Regions from separate parts of the Mus musculus genome. Here regions 1, 2 and 4 are each linked to region 3. The links are chromatin contacts, called in public Micro-C and promoter capture Hi-C maps. All regions are on one chromosome and are shown on one strand. Each heading gives the region's core, a stretch centred on a gene start, on an enhancer-like site or on the middle of the called end of the contact. The rest is flanking DNA. Distances are from core to core; before and after follow the strand shown. Region 1 holds the start of Cuedc1 (CUE domain containing 1). Region 2 holds the start of Dynll2 (dynein light chain LC8-type 2). Region 3 holds the start of Mtmr4 (myotubularin related protein 4). Region 4 holds the start of Vezf1 (vascular endothelial zinc finger 1).

Region 1 (5,710 bases), core at 1,451-3,950, 510 kb after region 3:
TAGAACAGATTCCAGAAATTTTTGAAATGGCCCTAAACATACCTTGCCAACTTGTACTCTGTGTTAAACATCACTGGATGCTCTTCCAGAGGACCTGGGTTTGATTCTCAGCATCCACATGATGGCTCACAACCATCTGTAACTCCAGTTCCAGGGGATCTGATGCCTTCTTTAGGCACACATGTGAATGCAGGCAAAACACCCAAATACATTAAATGAACTAGACCTTAATCAGCACAAGTAAGGGACCTGAGGCACAGAGAGTTAAGTGCCTGGCCCCAAAGTCATGTAGCAGGTTGAAGAAGTCCTAAAGTTTGGTGCCCACTGAAAACTATTAACCTCTGTGAACACATCCTAGGACCTAGTTTGTTGGAAGAGCAGGAAGGAATTGGGTGCTAGAGAAGGCTACTGAAGAAGCGTGGGGGTTGTTGGGGAAACCTTGTAGGATGGGCAATCTGTGGGGTGGGAGAAATTTCAAAGAAGCCTTAAAAGCACCTGGGGTTGTATCAGAGCCAAGAAGTGGGGTAAGCAGGAGGTTCATGGGTTTAGACAACCAGGTTCCTGCCAGGGCCTCCCACAGAGTGTAGCTCCTGGGATGACTGGGGAAGAAGGCCAGACCGCAGGAAAGAAAAGCTAGAATGAGGCTGGAACAAGTAAGAGATATGCGTCTCCATTTTAGAGGAAGTCTACTTCGGATGAGATGACATTACTAGGGCGATGGCTTGCGGGCAGGGCAGGATCAGGACAGGATTAGTTTAAAAGGGGGCATCTTGAAGTGTTGGTAGGCTTGAAGCAGAAAGGGGACGGTGGAAAGAAAGAACGGATTGGAGTTCTCTGAAGCAGGCAGGAAGTTTGGCTAGAGAGCAGGACGGGTCTCTCACCAGCTGTGGAGAGCAGAGCACAGGGGCTGGAGCCAGGCAGCAGCTGTGGGAAGAAGTAGGGGAAAGGGAAGGAAGGATGGCTACAGCTGGAGAGCAACAGAATACCCAGGAAGAGGGAGGGCAGGGACTGAGCTGGTTAGCCTCTGTGCCAAGAGGTGGCGTTTAGATGAGGGAGGAATGGTTTTGAGTTTGTTGTTAGCCTCCATGAGATCTCCAAGGGACCTGATGCTGGAGACCTGAGGCAGGCAGCAGATAAGAGGGGCTGGGTTGCAAGAGAACCTAACCTGAGCCTCTAGGTGCTCAGAGCAGCAGTAGGGGAGAGTGAAGTTGCTCTGGGTATGAGAAGCAGGGGTGGAGGTGGGGGTGGGGGTGTAGGGAGGCAGGACTGGGAAGCTGCTTCCGGAATCGACCCCAAAGGAGGACATTGAAAAGCTCACAGACAGGCTACTTCAAGGGTGACAATCACAGCGACTAGCTGGCTTTGCTAACGACTTGAATGAAAATACATTTCATAAGCATCCTAGAGGCACGCACAAACAGGAAAATCTCCAGATTGGTAGCCCCCACCCCAACCCCAAGTCCTGAAATGTCAAAGTGACTGGGACAGATTAGAGAAAGATTCTGCCAATAAGCAGAAAAGTGACAGGTGAAGTTAACACTACAGTATAAAGTGACAAACTCGATACCATCATCTAGGCTTTACTGGCCGAGAGGATAAATCCTGAGCGCTTGGTGACATCTCAGTCAGCAGCCACATCGGAGGACTTCAGAGTCAGAATTTTTCACGTGGGGTCCTGATAGTGTGAGGGTTCCCGGAAGCCGGGTGAAGGGGCATGGGCAGAGGGGCCGAAGGGAACAAGGGATTCTCAGAGGTGGGGTTTCTCCCAGGGTATCCTCAGATTCCACCTCGCTGAAGAAATTACCCTTGACAAGCAAAGGATGGAGACTCTGGGGCCTTGGTTTGTGATTTTCACCATCAGATGTCTCTTGGGTGAGCATGCCCAGACTTCTCAGCAAAGATTGTAAGTCTTCGGAAGAGGAGAGGGCTGTGTGCAGGGCTCCACACACAAATGGGCAGGCTCTTCCATCATTCCCTCTGTTCCCTTTTCTCATCTCCAAATTAGTGCACAAAACCAAACCACTTGGAAAATTAACCAGTTGATCGACCGTTTATTAAAACGTTTGTGGAATCCCTTATCGAGGCTCAGAAGCCTTTGAAGTAATGGCGAATGCTGGGTGGAGATAAGATGTTAGTGGGTGGTAACTTTGATTTTCCTAATCAACTTCACGATTTCCTCTGGCCTCAATATTACATTTTATTTCCTGAACTCTAACTCCGCAGAGCTGCCACTTTCCCACACTCCTGATGTCCCCAAGCCCAGAGAGGTTCGTGCATCTTCTACAGCCCTCACTAGTGGCTCCTCGTGTATGTCTGCAAACTCTCAGGTCAGCCTTGCATTTAGGTCCCCCTCTTTCCCAAATTTCCCACGTCTCAGGTCTCCTTGCTTTAACAACCCCTTAAGGTGCTTCCCAAGTCGGCAGAGCCCAAGCGCATCACACCGGGCCATAAAGGGAAGATCACAAGTCCTCAAGAGGAGCGGTCTGTGCAGGAATGCACAGAGGAGACTGTCCCAGTGTCCTCAGAGGCCCCTTGCCCCTTATCCCTCTCCCCTTGCCCCGTATCCTGCGCAACCGCATTGGCCTCGGGATCCCTATTCCTGCTTCCAGTCCTGGGGAGAGGGTCTGGGGGTGTCGCAGCCTGAGCCCCGCCGCGCGCGCAGCCCCGCTCCTCCCCGCGCGCCCCACTTGTGGCCCCGCCGGCAGCTTCGCAGGGACAGCTGCATTTCTCGCCGCCCGCCGCTAGGAAGCCGGCCTCGCCTCGCTTTCTCCGCCTCCCGGCGCCCAGCCGCGCCGCCGCGCCACCAAGCCGGGCTGCCGCTGCCGCCGCGGGACCGCGCCCCTCCCCCGCCGCCCGACCCCAGCGGCCCCGCGGGAGCGGACGCGCGTGCGGTGCTCGGTAAGACCCCGATTCGCTCTCGCCGCCCCTAGCGCGAGCTCGCGGGCGCCGCGCTCCACCCCGGCCCGGTGGCCCCACCTTCCCCGGGAGCATCGCCGAGGCGCGGCCGCGAGGGCCGGGCCGTCGCGAGTTTGAGTCCTCGCGCGGTGGCCAAGGCTGCCCGGGAGCCCGCGGCAGGTCCCCGGCCGCCCTCCCTCCGCCGCTGCCCGCCTCGTTCCTGGTCCTGGGCACAGGGAGCGTGCGGAGGATCCCGGGGCCGCGATCCGAGGGGTGGTCGCCGGCCAGCCGGCGCCGCGAGGAAGGGACGCGAGGCCTTGGGGAGCCTGCTCAACCCGGGTCTCTCTGCTCCCCGGTTCCCCGCTTTGTGTGGACACCCTCCCGGCTTCGCCCGGGCTTGGGGGCGCAGCCTGAATGGCGATGGCGAGGCGGGGGCCTGGGTTGGGAGCTGAACTCCTTTTAGGGGGAGGGGAGAATCGTTTCCTGCTCCCGCCGTGGTCACCGGTCGGTTCAGCCTTTTCTGGTCCCACCCGGTCCCCTGGGAGCTGCGTCTCTCCGCGACCCGGCTGGAGAAAGTTCAGAATGCGCTGTCCCCGCCCCTGCTCCCCCGCCCCTCGAACTCTGAGTGCCTGGGGCGCTGAGCTCCAGGGGGCCGGGGCTTGCCTTTATTCCTTCAGCGCTCTTGGGTTTCTCTCTGAATGGTTGGTGGCTTGCCACCCCAGCATGGGCTTGTCCATTTTCTTTCCTTAATAAAAAGTTTCAGCTTCAAGAAATTCATACTGCTATTAAATTCCTGGAGAGGGTGTTTTAAGGAAGAGAGATTTTTAGATTTCCTTTATTTGTTTGTTTATTTACTTATTGTAAGAATAGAGGGTGGGGGTGGATAATTGGGAAGATAGTGATGAGATACCCTAGAGGTGACGTCGGATAGAAGACCATGTGCCTTGGTCACCACCTGGTCCTCAGTAGCCTGAAACCCAGGAAATACACCTTGCAACACCCTGAGCCACCTGGCCCAGGAGAAGGGGTTCTGGAGTTGCTCTGGCCCTCCCAGCCCTAAGGTTCTTTACAGACCTATGGAGTTAACTATGTATGCTGTTTGAAGGCAGTGTGTGATACTAGGAGTCTCCTTATCTTATAGATGTCATCTCATTATGAAGTTTGGCTCCTGCTGGATCGAATGTGAAGTGGGACCTCCGTTTAAATGGAGGGATGGTACCTTTCTTTATGTAGCTTGGCTTGGGCCACCAGAGGTTCATCCAGAAGGTTGGATTGGAAATCACCCGTCCACACTCTCTTGCTGGATGGAGCAGGAGACAAGGAAACAGCTGGGTACAGTCTTGAAAAGCAGAGGCTCTGGGCAGTTAGGGTAGCTCAGGGTTGGTGAGAGATGGAGAAGGCCAAGTCTCAGAGTTAGACCAAGGGCCTCTTTGGGATCTGGTGAAAGCTATACCCTAACCACACTGCCCCAACATGCACAGGTGCTGGAGCATTCCTGTGCACTGCCAGGGGGCATAATATGTCCCCTTGGTGCTAGGGTTCTAATTAAGACCCCTATATTAAGAGTTTTCCGTCTAATTCAGGCCTTTTGGAGCAGATTCCAACTTTGTGGCTAGTTAGTAGATAATCCCAGGGGGCCCAAAGTAGAAATGCTGTGAGGTTCTTTCTCATGCCACTTTGAACTTGTGGCCATGGAGACCTGGAAGCTCTGGCCCAGCTCCCAGCTCCCTCCAGTTAGCTAGAGGGCAGGGGCAATTGAGGTGGCCATTCTCCCAGGACTAAGTTTGCTGTCTGTTTGGTGGGGAGGCCCTAGGTACCGTGTTAGGGCCACAGGGCTATTGAATGAAGGGGAAACAAAAGGATAAGTGTGGGTGAGTATAGGAGACGTTTTCAGGAGCCCCTGTTTGTCTTAGGGACACGAGGGGCCTCGTGGAGAGCATTCGTAAGTATGGAAGAAGAGTCTTCTTGGGGAGCCTTGGAGCAGATTTTCCCAAGAAAACAGTCAGGGTAATTTGCAGTTCTTTTCATTTCTTGAGACTTCAGAACACAAATGGAGGACAGACAAGCCACTGAGGCTCATTGCCTGTACAGTTCCAGAGACGGTGGTTCTGCTATTCTTACCCATAATGCTCTGGATGCTGGGCTGTTGGGATGCTGTGCAGGTGTCTGCTTGAGATCTGGAGGAGCCCAGGATCTTCCATGTCAGACTTCTCTGCCTCAGTACTCAGAAGTCTTCCTTAGGCTCACGCCACCTCTGATGGACCAGAGGCCCCCCCCCCTTTTTTTTTTTTTTTGGTTTTTCAAGACAGGGTTTCTCTGTGTAGCCCTGGCTGTCCTGGAACTCACTTTGTAGACCAGGCTGGACTCGAACTCAGAAATCCACCTGCCTCTGCCTCCCAAGTGCTGGGATTAAAGGCATGTGCCACCACCACCCGGATTTTGAATGTCCTTTTAATGAGGCCACTAATATTGTCTTTAAAGCCAGTCACAAACAGTAAATGCAGAAACCAGGCTTGGAAGTAGACCTCCCGTCTCATAAAACGCAACAATGGCGGTCTTGGTTTGAGTGTGGTAAGAAGTTCTGACTCCAGGGATCTAACCTGCAGCCTGCTGCAACCCGTGCCATCCAGCGCATGGGGAGTTCTCTTTAGCCAGTGAGTGTGTGTGTGGCTTGGTGTGCAGAACCATCCATTGTTTCCTTCAGAGTTCCCTAAAGTCACCCTGCTGTTACTAAGCAACAGAGCTGAGAATTTCTCAGAGCCTTGGGCTCACCTCTGACCAGGCAAGGTGAGCAGGAGCAGGAGGTGTCTGGGGT
Region 2 (4,916 bases), core at 135-2,634, 400 kb after region 3:
GCTGATGTGATGAGACCTTTCTAGAAGAAAAAAAAAAAAAAAAAAACAATGTCACCTGGTGGCCTATTCCAGGTTCCCACTCAGAAGGGGGCAGTGTTTACAAATCCAGAGGTTGGGGGTGGAGCCTGGCTACAGACAACGAAGTATGAAACTGGCACCATTTTGCCAAAAAAGCTCACCTGCTTCACCGCCTCCTCCCCAAAGTCCGAAGGATCAACTTTGTCACAGTAATTAAAAGCTATCTTACTCTCTAACAGAGAGAGCCTACGATTACATAATGCTGGTCTTGTGACTACAATGCCACGATTCTTCACCCTTGGCCCCTCAGGCGTCGCAGAAAGGTGAGGCCCAGCCCTGGCAACCCCTATCCAAGGTACCAGTGAGAAAAGGCTAGGGAGCCAGACGCCCAGCGATCCTTTCCTAGGGAGGTGGGGGGAGGGGGCGGAGCTGGGCCTCCAGATAAAAGGATGGCCAAAGGGCCCCAAGCCAGCTTCCTGAGTCACGAGCCAGGAGCTCCTGTGAAAAACGCAAAAGGAGCACTCCAGGACAGTTCTCAACCTCTGTCCCTGGTCTTGCGACAAAAAAAGAAAAAAAAGGGGGGGGGGGCTAAGCCTCCAAATGACACGGACCGCCCTGCACCATTCTTTAACACGTACAAACGTTATTGCCTCGTTTCGGATTTCCAAAGGGACCGTAACCCCTCGTCCCAAAACACCGCCCCCACCATCTTTTCCTCTAGCGGGCAGGGACCCCCGAAGGGCAGCACCTGGGAAATGAGAAAGCATCCACCTCCCCGCCGCCCTCCGGATCCGCAGGCCGCAAGCCGGTCCTCCGCCCTCCCCCGCCAGGCCTGGAGAGGCGCCGGAGTGACCCGGCGACCTCGCTGCAGGAAGGACGCCCCGAAGGGTGGCGGCGGGAGGAGCCGCGTCGAGCCCGAACCCGCACTGGCTGCCCGCGCTCCCCGGACCGGAGAGGCCTCCGTGCACCACGGCTGGCTCCCCTCCCCGGGGCTGCGGGGCCTCCAGCCAGGGCACGAGGGTCTCCAGAGCCTGGGCCGAGTCGAGCGAGGGCTGCCCCCCGGGGCCCCAGCTCACCGTCACGCAGGCGAGTCCGCACAGGCCCCTGGGGAGCAGCGCTGGGCTGAAGCAAAGCTCGAGCAGGGGCGGTGTCCCCTGGGCTCGTCCTGCAGCAGCAGCCGCTGCCGCCGCGGTATCCCCCTGCTCCCGCAGCCCCGGGGCCGAGCGCTCGCACTGCTGGTCGCCCTCCGAGCTTCCCCGGACGCCCGCGCTCCGCCTCGTGCCACCCGGCCGACCGCCTGTCTCGGCTGATACCTCGCCGTCCGCTCCGCTCCGCCGCTGAGCGCGGCCGACGCGCGGCCCTGAAATAGAGCCCCGCCCCCGCCCCCCTGCCGCGCGCGCCGCCGTCCGCGCTCCCCATTGGCTGCGCCCGCCCGGCCCCGCACTGCGGGCTTCTCCCCGCGCCGCTCTCGCTCCACATCTTGTTTCGTCCCACAATGCCTCGGGGCGGAGGAGGGGGTGGGGAAGGGGAGCTGGAGAAGGTGGGGGGAGGGAGCCGTGGCCTTAGGAGGAGAAAAGAGGACGCATACCCTGTCTGCCCAGGCCCGGAGAGGCCTGACTCGGGAGGAATACATTCCGCCCAGAAAGGAAAAGGGAGAGAGGCGTGGAGAGTCCAGTGCCAAGGAAAAAAGAATGGAGGGATGGAGATTTCAGACTCAGGAGAGAAGGGTCCCAACTTTGGAAAGAGGCAGGATAGGGTATTAGAAATCACCAGGGACAGAGGAAAATTCATTTCCCTAGGCTGGCGACACTTGAGAGAACTGTCAAGCCCCATGGTGAAATAAAGGCAACAGTCCTCAAGACCCCCCCCCCCCCGCGCCCCTGCTTTCACATTCGCTTTTGCTTCTAACTCAACCTTTGTTCACGAATCTTGAGACCTTTCTGCCTATCCATAGCTGGAACCCTAAGTACACTATCATCAAAAATACCGGAGGTACAGCCTCTACCGTTCGGGTATGGCCTTTGGGGGATAGAGGTGCGAACCATTTCTCGGGGACTCCTGTATGAGCTGTGAGGTATCTTTTAAAAAACGACTTCACCCATAGCCCTCAAATATAGACAACACACTGGGGGGAGGTGTCACACTCCTTTAATCTCAGCACTTGGAAGACTGAGGCAGGCAGATCTCTGAGACAGCAGCCCGGTCTACAGAGTGAGTTCCAGGACAGCCAGGGCTACACAGAGAAACCCTGTCTCAACAAGACAAAAAACAAAGTGTAGACAAACACAGATTCAGACCCCTTGCCAGGTCAGCTCCTTTAGACCACACATGGATGGCAGCCTTTAAAGTTCAGGAAGCAAACATTGGTGTGTGTGTGTGTGTGTGTGTGTGTGTGTGTGTGTGTGTGTGTGTGTGTGTGTGTGTGGTGTTACAGAAAAAACATCGGGATTTTTCTTCCTAAGCTTTCATTCACAAAGGGGCTATCTAAAATCTTCAGTGGGAGGTCAAATATTCTGGCCTCGGTGGACGTTAGGAAATTGCCTAGCATAGCTCCTGTGTTCACCTCTTTCTCTCCCCTCACCTAAACCATGAGAAGTCAGACTAGTCCTGGCCTTAGCCTGCCCTGTTTGGGAGTATCATAATTTAGTGTTCATTATGTGTCCAGGACAACTTGGAAAACTGTCCCCTCAGGCTTCTCCATTCCATAGCTCTGTCTTTTTCCAGTAAGGGACTCAGCCAAGCTAGGCCTGGGGTATCCCTTCATCCAGGGGGTATTCTGATGTCAGCCTGTGTTAATGAATGAGGGGTGGGGCACATGTGGGGAGGGGTGAGAGGACAGATTGTAGAGTTCTTGTGGAGAAAACTCTTAGGAAGTTCTTGGAGAAAGAGCTAATATCCTCTTTCCCCAGCCTTCATTAGCTTCTAAGATCTGAAGGTCACAACTACGATATAAGATTGTATACAAGATGTCCATTGCCCAAGGACATCTAACGGAGGGAACAAGTGGAAGCACACACTCTACTTGCTTCCTTCCTGATGTGTCTTGATACAAGCCAACACTCAAATGATCTTTTTCAAGGGCACACAACAGTGACTATGAATTTTTATGTCCCTACTGTGTTCTCCCTACTCCTCTTGCCCAGAGTAGATGAGAGATAGAATATTCCCAGTGTGGAATATAATGGGATAAGAATTAGGAGATAAAACTCTCAGATAACAAAAGATAGACTAAGACTTAAGGCTCTTCAGAAATTTGGGTATTAGAGTGGTGTGTGTGTGTGTGTGTGTGTGTGTGTAAGTTTGAGACTGGGGCTGTAACTCGATGGAAGAGTGCATGCTTGCCCAGCATGCTCCAGGCCCTGAGTTTGAACCCCAAACACTATGGCTCATGTCTAGATAACAGTTAACCTTTATGAAGCCCTTACTCTGTACCAGGTACTAACTGCTTCCAGTGTAATGCATTCTATTCCACCACACTAAACTGTTTTGAAGTGAATGTATTACTGTCCCCCTCTGGATGAGTAGTTGTTAGTGTAGTTCAGGGGCTTGCCTAAAGTCACCCAGCTTTGTCATCTGCAACATTCAAACCCAGCTTGTTCCAAGTGCTTACCACCTTAGCCGTTAGACTTCGGTGTTACCTAACAGTAACATAAAAGTATAGAGGGACTTGGCTCTCTGCCTAAATCATAACAGCATTTCCTAAACTTACTAACTGTAGTCCTTTTTAAAATATATTTTTCCTATGTTGTCTCTTTATTATTTCGTGTATGTTTTGCCTTGGTCCCCATGGATGTCGGATTCCTGGAAGTGGAGTTAGATATGGTTGAAGATACCATGTGGGTGCTGGGAATTGAACCAAGTTCCTCTAAAAGAGCAGCCAGTGCTCTTAGCTCTCCAGCTCCCTCCTTTTTTAAAGACAAAGTCTCACTATGTAGCTCTGGCTGTCCTGGAACTCACTATGTAGACCAGGCTGGCCTCAAACTCATATGATCTCTCTGCCTCTGCCTCCCAAGTGCTAGGTTTAAAGGTGTTCAACATTATGCCCAGCTCCAAGGTCCTTTTTTAATCCAAACATTAATATATCCAGGAGCAGAGTTTAAGAAACTTGTCCTATACTAATTAATACTATTTATGCAAAATACTTACTACCTAAGATGACTACTATGCAGCATTGTAACTATGATACTTAATGGCTTTGCCTAACTTGGTGGGTGTCTATTTGACAGAGTCGTTTGAAACTGCTTAGTTTCCTTGGCTATCAGTCATGATTTCTGATTTAAAACAGAAGGGGTTGATTTTGTCTTGTTTGTGGGCTTCTTACCCTCTGCCTGTTTTGATTTCAGGGCTCCTGATATCATCCTCAACTTACAAGTTTCACCCTATTGCTTTTAACTATGGCCTGGGCCCTGGCCACTCTTCCCATCCCCAGATTTCTCCACACAGGCCCTTCAGACACACACACACACACACACACACACACACACAGATACACACACAGACACACACACAGGCACACACACAGACACACTCACAGACACACACACACACATACACACACACATACACAGAGACACACACCCCCTGATGGTTAGCAGCATAGTTCCAGGAATGGGTGCCTTGATTCTAAATTCTTTCCACAACTCAAAAGCTGTGCAATGTGCAAATCTGGCCAAGCTATTCAAATCACAAACTCTCATTTCCCTCAACTATAAGTTGAGAACAATATCTGCTTTATAGAGGTACAGGAAAAAAAAGAAAAAAAAAAAAACACATGAAAACTCTTGGCTCAAGGGCCTGGTCCAGCCCTGTAGCTAAGGAGTAAACTCTAGCCACCATCATCTTTCCCTTCCCCGGAGTTCTTATCTCTGCTTTAAGCCCCATACACAAGCCAGAGACCA
Region 3 (5,127 bases), core at 2,389-4,888:
CCCTTTTGCTCCTCAAACTAGTATTTATTAAACTACCTGTGTACCTGTGTCATTTTCTCTCAAGACCCGAAACCCTCCCATCCTACTCAGGTGTCTCCCTGGACAAGGAGGAAAGCAAAACATGGCTCAGGCCAGACTTTCCCAGGCAGCCCCCACTCCCAGTCTCTCTGCTTGTCTCTCCTTGCCCCAGCTGGAAGCCTGTGGCCGAATACATCGACCAGCAGTTTGAGCAGTACTTCCGAGACGAGAGTGGCCTGAACCGCAAGAACATCCAGGACAACCGGGTGCACTGCTGCCTGTACTTCATCTCCCCGTTTGGCCACGGGTATGGTCTGAGCCTGAGGCTCCTGGGACCACTGGGGTCTACTAAGGGAACAGGCCGAGTAGCACCACAGGGCAGGGCTACCACTAGCGGGTGGTCACTGATTCCTGTTCCCCAGGCTCCGGCCATTGGATGTTGAATTCATGAAGGCCCTGCATCAGCGGGTCAACATTGTGCCTATCTTGGCTAAGGCGGACACACTGACGCCTCCTGAAGTGGACCGAAAGAAATGCAAAGTGAGGGAGGCTAGTGGAGGGAGGGGGCCAGGTGGGCGTCTAGAAAGGATGGGGTACCCAGAACTGTGGACCCCTCATCTGTTTGCCAGATCCGGGAGGAGATCGAGCACTTTGGAATCAAGATCTATCAGTTCCCAGACTGTGATTCCGATGAGGACGAGGACTTCAAATTACAGGACCAAGCCCTAAAGGTGGGGCCACCCTAGGGCCTCCCCTCCCTATCTTGTTTCTGCTGAGCAGAAGAGGGGAGGAGGATTCTATACAAGGACAGACTGTTGGGGTGGAAGAGGACCCTGTCATCTTAGAGCAAAGCAGAAGACCCAAGTGGAGAGGGACAGGGGATGGAACAAGGATGCTGACAGGCCACTGTACCTTCTCTTAGGAAAGCATCCCATTTGCGGTGATTGGCAGCAACACTGTGGTAGAAGCCAGGGGGCGGAGAGTTCGAGGCCGCCTCTACCCTTGGGGCATCGTGGAAGGTAAAGCTCTGAGCTTGGGACCAGAGTCCCCTTGCCCTTAGGAATTCTTCTTTACCTCTGACCCTGGCTGACTCCTAGCCTTGCCATGCAGTGGAAAACCCAGGTCACTGCGACTTTGTCAAGTTGAGGACGATGCTGGTGCGTACCCACATGCAGGACCTAAAGGATGTGACCCGAGAGACACACTACGAGAACTACAGGGCACAGTGTATCCAGAGCATGACCCGGCTAGTAGTGAAGGAACGGAATCGCAAGTATGACCAGGAGCCAGGACAAAGCTGGCCAGGGGAATCCCAAGTCCTCCCCTTATTACTCTGCAGGCCCCAGGCTTCACTCAAGTTGGTGCTGGGGTCCCCCCAACCTTACTACCCTCCTTTCCCCCTCCCTTCAGCAAACTGACAAGAGAGAGTGGTACTGACTTCCCTATCCCTGCTGTCCCACCAGGGACAGATCCAGAAACTGAGAAGCTAATCCGGGAGAAAGACGAAGAGGTGAGAGCAATACAATGCAGATGTCAGTCTGGGAAGTCCTCCGTTTGATAAGCCTCATTATCTCTTGGCTTGGGAATAGAAGGACCTATCCTTATGCTCTGGTACATAGGTGGGATGTTGAGTGGTTCTGCCATTTCCATCATACATAAGGGCCACCAAAGTCCCAGACTCAAGGGATTAGAATCTGGGGACACTTCTTCAATACAGTCAGACTCTTCCTATCAAACACCTTGCATTGATGATGTATGTGCCTGTTTCAGCTGCGGCGGATGCAGGAGATGTTACACAAAATCCAAAGACAGATGAAGGAGACTCACTAACTGGCTTTTGGACCTGAATATTTAAATCTCTTCTTCCTGCCTATGCCAGCCTCTATTCCCTGCATCAGCTCTGCTCAGGACCCCCCGCAGCTCCTACCAGTTCGCCTTATATCCCTGCTGACTTCTCAAGAGACTCAGAGGAAATAAACTAACCTATATGTGGCTTCAGGTGTCTCTGTATTTTTACCATTTCCTGGAAACATAGCTCCTATGACTAGTTTGAAAGGCTGATGGAAAGGGTACTGGTTTCTGGCTTTTAGTAGGAAACAGAAAGGGGGAAATTTCCCTTTCGCTTATAGAGTTCACTCAGCTTACAACATAGCTTGTCCTATTGACCATTTCTACTCTGGCTCCACTTTCTGAGCCTCAAGCCTCCATGTTTCCCGTATACAATACCTTCATTTTGTAGCTGCTCTTGGGAAAAACAAGGTATTAACTACCTGGCAACCTCTGATTTCCGCCTTTCCCCAGATTTGGGTAAATAGATATGCAGAATTAAGCTCCAAATTCCAGGAAGCTTGTGGTACAGTGCTGAACAAATTCTGAAGGTCCTGTAATTAGAGTGCTGGGACATAGGGAAAAACAAAATGCCATAGTCTCCAAGGAGCTCAGTATCACGCATGCGCTAGGTTAGACCCGGGTTCTAGACCCTGTAACTAAAACAGTGAACTCAGGAGAGATTTCTGTTTTCCTATGACTTAGTAACTGTAAGTACTTCAGAAACCAAGACGTGAGGACACTAGCCTAGGATCTCAGGGCCTAGACCCACTCCAGGACTCGGACTATCCGCCGAGAATAGGACTCTTTGCCACTTCAGTTTGGTTAGTAGTGGCGCGGATCACGGAGACCTCCAGCGTTACTGGTGACCTGCGTCCCGGTGCTGGCTCCAGGCGCTTCAGTCTTGTCCCTCTACCCCTTTTACAGACTAAGAAGCCGCAGCTAGCTAATGGCAGTCAGACCCAGTTTTTCTCTCTTGGCTGAGAGACTCTGGACTGGCGGCAATGCAGGTCTCGAAGGACGGCAAGGTTGGTCGGTCGTTAACAACCAGTCCAGATACGCAAAGGGAACCGCCAGCGCTGCCAGTCCGAGAGCTCCTTCCTCCCAGGCCTTCTAGGAGGGTCTTTCACGTTTTCCATTCCTGTGGCTTCAGCAGTTCCCGAACCCAGCTCTTCTCTTTCGCAGACAAAAAAAAAAAAAAAAAATCCAGGATTTTCTTTTCCATCGACCGGGCGACGAAACACGAGAGTGATGGAACCGAGAGTTTGGGAAGGGACCTTCCCCTTTCCTAGCCGGCATGCTACCCTTCCTTTCTCGCATTACTGGAGCAAAACAGAAACACCACTGGGTTAAAACGCTGAGCCACCGCGAGGTCATTTGCGAACTACCTCTCGGGCGGGGTCGTCACCGGAAGTGACTGCTACCATTCCCTGCAATGTCCCGCCCCCCAGTTGCGCTACCAGTAGGCGACGGGCGGCCGTACTTCCTGTCCCCGGAGCCCTAGGCTGCGACCCCTCTTACTCCTCTCCCATTGGCTGCCAGAGGGACGCGCTGTGATTTCCTATTGGTCGTGTCTGCTCTCTGGCGCCAAGCCTCCTCCCTCCGGGTACTGTCTGGTCTCCGGGTGCCGGATAGGTTACAAGCTGAGAGGGCGTCTGCCCACTGGACCAGTGAGCAGCGTGGAGAGTGAGGGCGGCGGCTGCGTGGTGAGGCAGGGCGGGACTTCGCGTGGCTATTGGCCAGGGCGGGTAGAGGCTAGAGATACGATTGGTTGGGGACAAGGGACCGTGGTGGGGTTCGAGCTGCGCGGCCTCAGCAGCTGCGGGAGACGGAAGTGGTGAGAGCGCGGCTTTGGAGGGTCGGGCGGACGCCGCCTGGGTGAGTCACTGTACCCCGTGCACTGCCAGCCTGGGAACCACAACGACCAAGTCCTGCCCGGCCCTCGCCGGCTCTCTTGAGTCCCGCCCTCTGTCATTTGGGGCTCCGCCTCCGAGGCCTTGGCCCCGCCCCTAAAACCTGGGCACCTGGATCTCCTGGCTGCTTAGCCCATCCTCCCCCACCCCCCACCCTAAGACCAGAGTCCCTAACTGTGAGAACCCTGGGCCTCCTAGGCCTGGTCCTTGTCGCTCCCTTCCTCTCTCTGTTTCTCAGGCCGCGAGCCAGGGAGCCGTGAGGCAGCACCTCCGGCTGGCCGCTTGCGGGCTCCCCCGTGAGGGAGGGAAGGTTGGTAGGATCACAATGGAGGCTTTAATCGCCGTAGCCTCCTATGGGGCTCTGCTGCACACCCCTCGAGCATACCAAACATGAAGGAGTGTCGGTGAAATTCAGACCTGGCTCCCTAAGTGGGCCCAGGAGGCCTTAACTTGAAATCCTTGTTAATTCGACCCATTTGACAGATGTTGTCTCCCAGGCCGGACTGGCCTAATTCTGCTCCTGTTGTGTGGCCTCCTCCCTCAAACCTTCACCTACTTGGTCTCAAGTATGCTCAGCAGGACCGGGCCAACCCTGCTGCTCTTTTATCACAGGTTGTGGTCCTCTCCCTCTTGTCCTCTGCTCTGGACTCTGCCCCCAGTAACAGGTCAGGTGGGTGCTACTCCTAGACTCAGAGACTGGCCGAACTGCCCTGTGGATTCATGCCCCTACCAGGGCCAAAAGTGAGTCCCAGTTGGGCAGTCTTTGTCTCTTCAGAGTTGGAATTTCTTCTCTTTTGTAGAGAGCAGGGTTTGGAGTGCTCTACTGCTGGGTGTGGGGATCAGAACGTTTGAGTTCTGCTGAGTAAGCTAGGATGATACTTAGCCTTGCTCAGGAACTTTTGTGGTGGAATTCTCACCGGGCAGGGTCACTTGTTGCTTCTTCCATTGCCTGACTGGTGTGGTGACTTTTTGAGACGCCGGATCCTCTGTGGTGGAGGAAAATGAGTTGCAGAGAAGTTCAGGGGTAGACCCGTGTGACAATCGTTGATTCTATGGTGATGTTAATGACCGTGCACTTTCCTCTTGTGTTCTGTCTCCTTTAGTGACGAGCAGGAGCAGGCAGCCAGGACCCTCGCCAAGGTAGAATGGTGAGTAGCTCCTTTTCCCTCATACCACTGTGTGTCTCATCCTCCAGTCTGACTCAGGGAAGCTGCCCCACCTCTCTTGGCCCTAGTGCCCCTGGTTACTCTGTTCACTTCCTAAACAGGCTCATTTGCCCTGATGCTTTTTTTTTTTTTTTTTTTTGGATGGGCAGTGTTGTTTTGAGACAGGTTCTTGCTGTAGAGTTTTGGTTAGCCTGGTACTAGAC
Region 4 (5,494 bases), core at 1,780-4,279, 480 kb after region 3:
ATTTTTCATTTAAGTCTAGAGGTTGCCTTTGTGGGATAGGTATTTTGTTCTCCTTGTTTAGAATTGTGTGGGTGACAGGTTATAACACTTCAGGTGGAAGGGGAATCTGAACAGGGTGAATCTGGAAGCTGACTTGTTTGGGATGGACACAGATACAGTTGTTGGTTTGTTTGTGTAGACACTGAAAAGTTCAGAAAAAGTACTTAGTCTAAAAGTAATACCATTGATCCATTCACTGAAAGCTGATTTTAATAATGTGCTGTATGCAGCCATTTATTATCTTGACTGAACTTCAATATAAGGTCTGTGGAAACAGGACTTTGAAGGAGGACTCATTTTGTTTATGTTTTAAAATATTCTCTTAAAGGTAGATATTCCCATTCTAAGGATGAATTCTTTGATCCTGCTTGGTTTGATTATATTCCTGTACAGTTGAATTTGTTTGTTTTTGAGTACATGTTCTGAACTTGAAAACACTCTTCCTTAATGAAAAATAATATTTAAAATCATAATGTTGTTGGAACTGAGGAGATGACTGAGATGGCTCAGTGATTAAGAGTACATAGTGGGGAGGAGAGGCAGGCAGATTTCTGAGTTTGAGGCCAGCCTGGTCTACAGAGTGAGTTCCAGGACAGCCAGGGCTACCCAGAGGAACCCTGTCTCAAAAAAACCAAAAACCAAAAAAAAAAAAAAAAAAAAAAATTGTAACTCCAGCTCCAGGGGATTCAACACCATCTTCTGACCTCCTTGGGAATCTGCTTTACACACACACACACTCATACACACTCATAATTAAAAGTACAACTTAAACTTTAAAAAGATGGTTAATTTTCTTTTTAAGGCAAGATTTTGGGGGGACAATCAGGAATTCTGATTTTACCTATGGATAGAGATATAATTAGCTATTTCTCCTAAAATCTAATAACTGTTTTCACTTGACCTCTACTTCCTGTTTATGGGGAAAACACTACTGGGAGGTGCTATGAGAAAAATTGCTGGGGAAGGGGTTTCTAGATCCCAAAATAAGTATAAGAAATCCCACAGTATTAGCATAAGAATCATATTAAGTACTAGCTTTTATAATTCTGAAGCTTTATTTTGATTACAGTTTCAAAGAGCAGCTAAAGAGAAGCGGCTATACATTGGAGGAGAGAGCAAATATACATAGAGACCTTGAAGGGAATCTTCTAAGGCAGGGAAGAAGCAGAGACTTGTATCCACTGAACCAAAATACAAGCACATACTATGTCCAAGGTCAGAGCAAGAACATATTTTGTCTTGTTCCTTGGGTTTGCAACTTAGCTCTCTCCTCAGTTTACATGTATATGTAAACATATATACGCTTCCTGAAAGAAACATCAAATGAGACTGACAGACCAGGGGACATGTAGCAGTTTAGCTCAGGGATATATCAGAAACTCATTTTCTGTCCCCCTCCGTCTTAGGCTGACCAGTTCTCTGGTGGTTCCTGCTACTGATCCATCCAAACTGCTGGACTTGTCCTTCATACCCAAGGTCTTCAGGCAGTATCTAATGGGAAGTCAACTCTAAAAGGAACCAGACTGTCATTTCCTGGCCCCTTTATTCTGGTGACTGATGGAAGAGTGGGAGGGAAATATATTTGTTTAATGGTTGGAAAAACATCAAATTACCATACCTCTTCAGTTTCTATTCCCATAGAATTTTGCAACTATGGTTTTTGAATCAGTCATTCATATATATATGAATATGATATATATATATGCATACATACATACACACACATACATATATATGAAGTTGAAGATATGTCTTTTATTAAAACTGTCTGGAGGGGATAAGAGTCAGTTTGAAATATGTTGAAGTTCTGAAATAATGTGCACATCTGAGGAGTTGGTTTTATTTTTTAACATTTTATAAAAATATCATAGATGGAGCCTGCCCCCTCATTTCCCCACCACAGATTCTTTGGACTAGATATATGTTTAATAATAGCTTGTCTCTGATATTCACAGTAGCTACCTCTATGTGAGGAAAGGATAGAAAACATTCAAGACATCATATGGGCTTACGATCTACAGATTCCAACCAGTAGCAGTGGCTGACTCCTACACAGACGACTGGGAACTGCAAACAGGCTGGGGTCACCTCAGTGACATCTGACGCTGTCCAACCAGAAGTCTGACTTGTGTGTGCGTGTGCTGCAGGAATTGAAAAATGTACTAAAAGACTAAAATATTTTGCCTCTATACTTTCTCATTCGTTTTTATTGTTTGTTTTTAATCCTGGCGGGAGAGGGGTTTTTAAGTATTTCCTGTATCTGGAATGAAAGGGAAAGATGGGAAAGCGGTCCCGTCACCCAAGAATAACCCAGTAATGACATCTGAACGCGTGGGAAGTGTTTCCCTCCACAGTAGGCGCTTCTAAGGCTGTACCCTAGTGGAATTCCCTGCTCAAATTGGAAGACCACGCAAAGGGCGATGGCAAGAGCGCTGAGTGAGGGCTTAGCTGGTCAGGAATAAAAATACCCGAGGGTAGGGGACACTAGAAGCTAGCATCCTAGTTCGTAGGTGGAAGCTGTGATGTGCTTGACCGATTGAACAGCCAGGTGACCAACCGAAGCCCTGACTGCCGCTGGGGGTATGAGAGGGACGCGACGCCGCCGGGTACCAAGGCAGAGTCACGAGAGGCAGCCCAGCTGTGCCCAGCGGGCCAGCGCCAGACCCTGGCGTCCTCCATCTTCTCTCCTGCGCTCCCCCTGCTCCAGCTGCCTGAGCCACGGACCGCAGCATCACACACCCCCGCGGGGGGGGACGCCGCACCCCATCCCCGCCCCCGGCCCCACCCCAGCCCCCGCGCGGGCTCCCTGACCCCACCGCCCGCGGGCACTGGCTGAGCTCCGAGGCGGCGCGCCGGCGGCGGGGACGCCCGGAGGGGGTCGAAGCGGCTGGGGGCGGCGGCGGCCGGGCCGGGGCTCCCCCCCCGCCCGCGCTCGCCGCCGCGGTGGTGCGTCCCGGAGGTTACCGGAAGTGGCCGCGCTCGGCGCTGCCATGTTGAGGAGCCGCCGCTGCCGCTGCCGCCGCCGCCGCCGCCGCTTTGTTGTCGCCTCCTCCGCCTGAGGAGGCTCCCCGAGCGGGGGGAGTGGGGAGGAGGGGGGTCGGCCGCCGCAGCCATGGAGGCCAACTGGACCGCGTTCCTGTTCCAGGATCTGGGGGCCCCGGGGGGGTCGGGGGGCCAGGGGGGCCGGGCCGGGCTCGGGCGGGCGGGCGCTCCTCCCCTCCCGGCTCCGCTCTCCGGCCCGGCCTTAATCCCCCTTTGTTTTTCCGCCCGCCCGCTCCGGCGGAGCCCGGCCGCCGAGGTGAAAGGAGGCGGCCTCGCGGGGTGCGGGGGAGAAGCAGGCCTCGGGGTGAACCCGGGCCCCCCCAAGCACACACGCACACACACACCCTTCCCTCCCGCCCCGAAGGGGAAGGGAGGAGGCCGGCCGCTGTCACCACCCCGCGGCCCAGAGAAAGGAGGGCGCCGGGCCGCTGTGGAGCGCGGGCCGCTCGGCCACTGCGCGCCCGAGCGGGGCCGCGCGGCGCAGCGAGGGGGTCTCCGGGTCCCGCTCCGAGTACCCATCCATCTTTCGCTTGCGCTTTTCGCGTCACCTCTCTCTTTTTGTGTGTGTGTGCTTGTGTGTTGACTTTCTGACCCTCCTCCCACATCCCGCGAATAGCGGGTATCTCTGGCTTCGCCGCCACTCCCCCTTCTCGCCGCCCCCTCGGGTGGACCCGACGGGGGGTGTTGCGAGCGTGGTTCCCCTCTGCAAACTTTTCTCCGCTCCTAGCCCAAGTCCTGGGCGAGCCCTGGCAACTGGTCCCCTCGCCTCTGTCCAGCTTCTGCGGTCCCATTGAGCTTGGGGAATCCCCGAGCCGGCGGGGCCGGGCGGGGGCGGGGAGCGGCGGGGGCCGGGACTCCTGCAGGCCCGACCTTCCCCGGAGCGTGTCTCGCTAGTCTCGCTCCGCGACCCGCTCGAACGTTCGCTCCGGCCCAGTGGGCGACGGGAAGCGGAGAGGGAGCGCAAAGTCCGCTTACAAAGCCCCTAGATGAGTCACTCATAGGGAGTATGGGGGTCTTCGCTTCTTCTTTTTTTCCTTTTGCCAGAAACTTCAAAGCTAATGTTAGCGGATACTTCAGCCATACCCTTCTCCTACCACTTTAATGCGGGACCCCTGATTGGAACTTTTTCCCCCCTCTGCTTCCTTTCTGTTTGCAAATGCATTGATGAGCAGTAGAGATAAGCACATGCAGAAACTTCAGAACTGAAGGTTAGGGAGCTAGTCGTTTTTAAAATGTGTCCTTCCCGCCTCCCTCTTTGGAGTTTTCCTAAATACTTCGTGAAATTCCAAACGCGTAGCTTGGGCGCTTGAGACCTTTGGAAATGCAGAATCTTCAAAAGATTATACTCTCCGCATCTGGTCCCATCCCGGTGGAGTTAATACGGGGAATTGGAGAATTCAAAATTACCCATTGTGTAATCTGGCTTGTCCTATTAAGACATGTTTCAAATGTGAGCATTTTTATTTTAGGTAATTATTGAAATAAATGGGCTTACTAAAGTTGGAAATTCTTAAGATTTTGCAACTCCTGAACGTCCCACTTTATCATCCTTAATCTGGTATTGATTTTATTGTGCTTTGATGAGTTTGTTAAGAAAGTGATGGTCAAAAAAAAAAAAAAAAGAAAGTGATGGTCAACTTAAGAATGGATTGGCAAAGAAGTACGGAACTAGCTGGCATGAGGGTTGGTGCAAAGACGGTAAATGCTTTCTTTAGAAAAAGCTTACTTACAAATGATCGTTTGACAGTAAAGGACTGATGAGTTTTAGACGCAGTTTAAACAATATTACATTGGGTGTCTGTAAACTCGATGGAGGTGGAACAAAGCAAGCCCCTTATGTGAAGGAGAAACCCATAGTTCATCTTTGGGAAGTTAGTTGAAAGAGCCTACAAAATACTTTTAAAAGCTATTTGAACTATTCTTTTCCCAGATAAAGCTAATGCCAGCCTATTAATTTTTTTCCACCTGATGAGGAGATGTGAAAGCTCATATTTAATCCTGGACATGCAGTGTGTGCTGTGAAAAATCTTTGAAGAGCTGTAATTTAAAGCTGAGGACAGTGAATAAAGAAGGCCCTTCGTATGGAAAGGTGGAATAGACATGCAGTTCTAGTTCTCAGAGATCCCCACCAGGGAAATGCAGAGTTAAACTCTGTGTCTGGGAGCACCATGTTGTATTTATATCTTTAAGCAAGTTTTAATAACCTGCCTGCTTACCAGATAACACGGTGGGAAGTGAAAGTGTAGCTCTTAAAATATGTGATGGGTGATTCGTACAGGACATTAGAGAGATGACTCACCGATGCTAATTTGTTTCAGTACAGAATCTTTTACCCTCTAGCAATGGAGATTTCATGGTTCCACATCCTACCACCCTGAGTGTTGAAATAACATTTCTGGTTTTGTTGTTGTTG

What was found. Promoter capture Hi-C pulls out the DNA fragments that hold promoters and counts their contacts. A called contact is a pair of places that touch in the nucleus more often than the background predicts.
Region 1: a Micro-C map of embryonic stem cells shows a contact between it and region 3, with 3 times the contacts expected there. The contact joins the promoter of Cuedc1 here to the promoter of Mtmr4 in region 3. A contact is called at or near these places in 1 of 484 Hi-C or Micro-C datasets (embryonic stem cells) and 2 of 115 datasets of contacts at active chromatin or transcription factors (microglia and pancreatic cancer cells).
Region 2: a promoter capture Hi-C map of liver shows a contact between it and region 3. The contact joins the promoter of Dynll2 here to the promoter of Mtmr4 in region 3. A contact is called at or near these places in 9 of 39 promoter capture datasets (the C10 cell line, the HPC-7 cell line, cranial neural crest and 6 more), 3 of 484 Hi-C or Micro-C datasets (embryonic stem cells and liver), 2 of 115 datasets of contacts at active chromatin or transcription factors (bone marrow-derived dendritic cells and memory CD8 T cells) and 2 of 9 other capture datasets (liver and pancreatic islet).
Region 4: a contact with region 3 is called in a promoter capture Hi-C map of liver, with 4 times the contacts expected there. The contact joins the promoter of Vezf1 here to the promoter of Mtmr4 in region 3. A contact is called at or near these places in 7 of 39 promoter capture datasets (the 3T3-L1 cell line, 3T3-L1-derived adipocytes, cranial neural crest and 4 more), 2 of 484 Hi-C or Micro-C datasets (both in embryonic stem cells) and 1 of 115 datasets of contacts at active chromatin or transcription factors (microglia).

The regions. Positions count from the first base shown.
Region 1 is chr11:88,096,446-88,102,155 of GRCm38.p6, forward strand. It overlaps Cuedc1 (CUE domain containing 1), which reads left to right and starts at 2,701. Exons shown (of 11, transcript NM_198013.3): 1 at 2,701-2,898. It overlaps 2210416O15Rik (RIKEN cDNA 2210416O15 gene), which reads left to right and starts at 1,613. Exons shown (of 4, transcript NR_045499.1): 1 at 1,613-1,683; 2 at 1,770-1,872; 3 at 2,224-2,307; 4 at 2,417-3,662.
Region 2 is chr11:87,986,149-87,991,064 of GRCm38.p6, forward strand. It overlaps Dynll2 (dynein light chain LC8-type 2), which reads right to left and starts at 1,385. Exons shown (of 3, transcript NM_026556.4): 1 at 1,095-1,385.
Region 3 is chr11:87,588,528-87,593,654 of GRCm38.p6, forward strand. Mtmr4 (myotubularin related protein 4) reads left to right here and starts at 3,639. Exons shown (of 19, transcript NM_133215.2): 1 at 3,639-3,723; 2 at 4,862-4,906. The coding sequence starts at 4,904. Septin4 (septin 4) reads left to right here. Exons shown (of 14, transcript NM_001368775.1): 8 at 191-325; 9 at 441-558; 10 at 648-749; 11 at 941-1,037; 12 at 1,129-1,291; 13 at 1,482-1,528; 14 at 1,789-2,016. The coding sequence ends at 1,500.
Region 4 is chr11:88,065,250-88,070,743 of GRCm38.p6, forward strand. Vezf1 (vascular endothelial zinc finger 1) reads left to right here and starts at 3,030. Exons shown (of 6, transcript NM_016686.4): 1 at 3,030-3,184. The coding sequence starts at 3,152.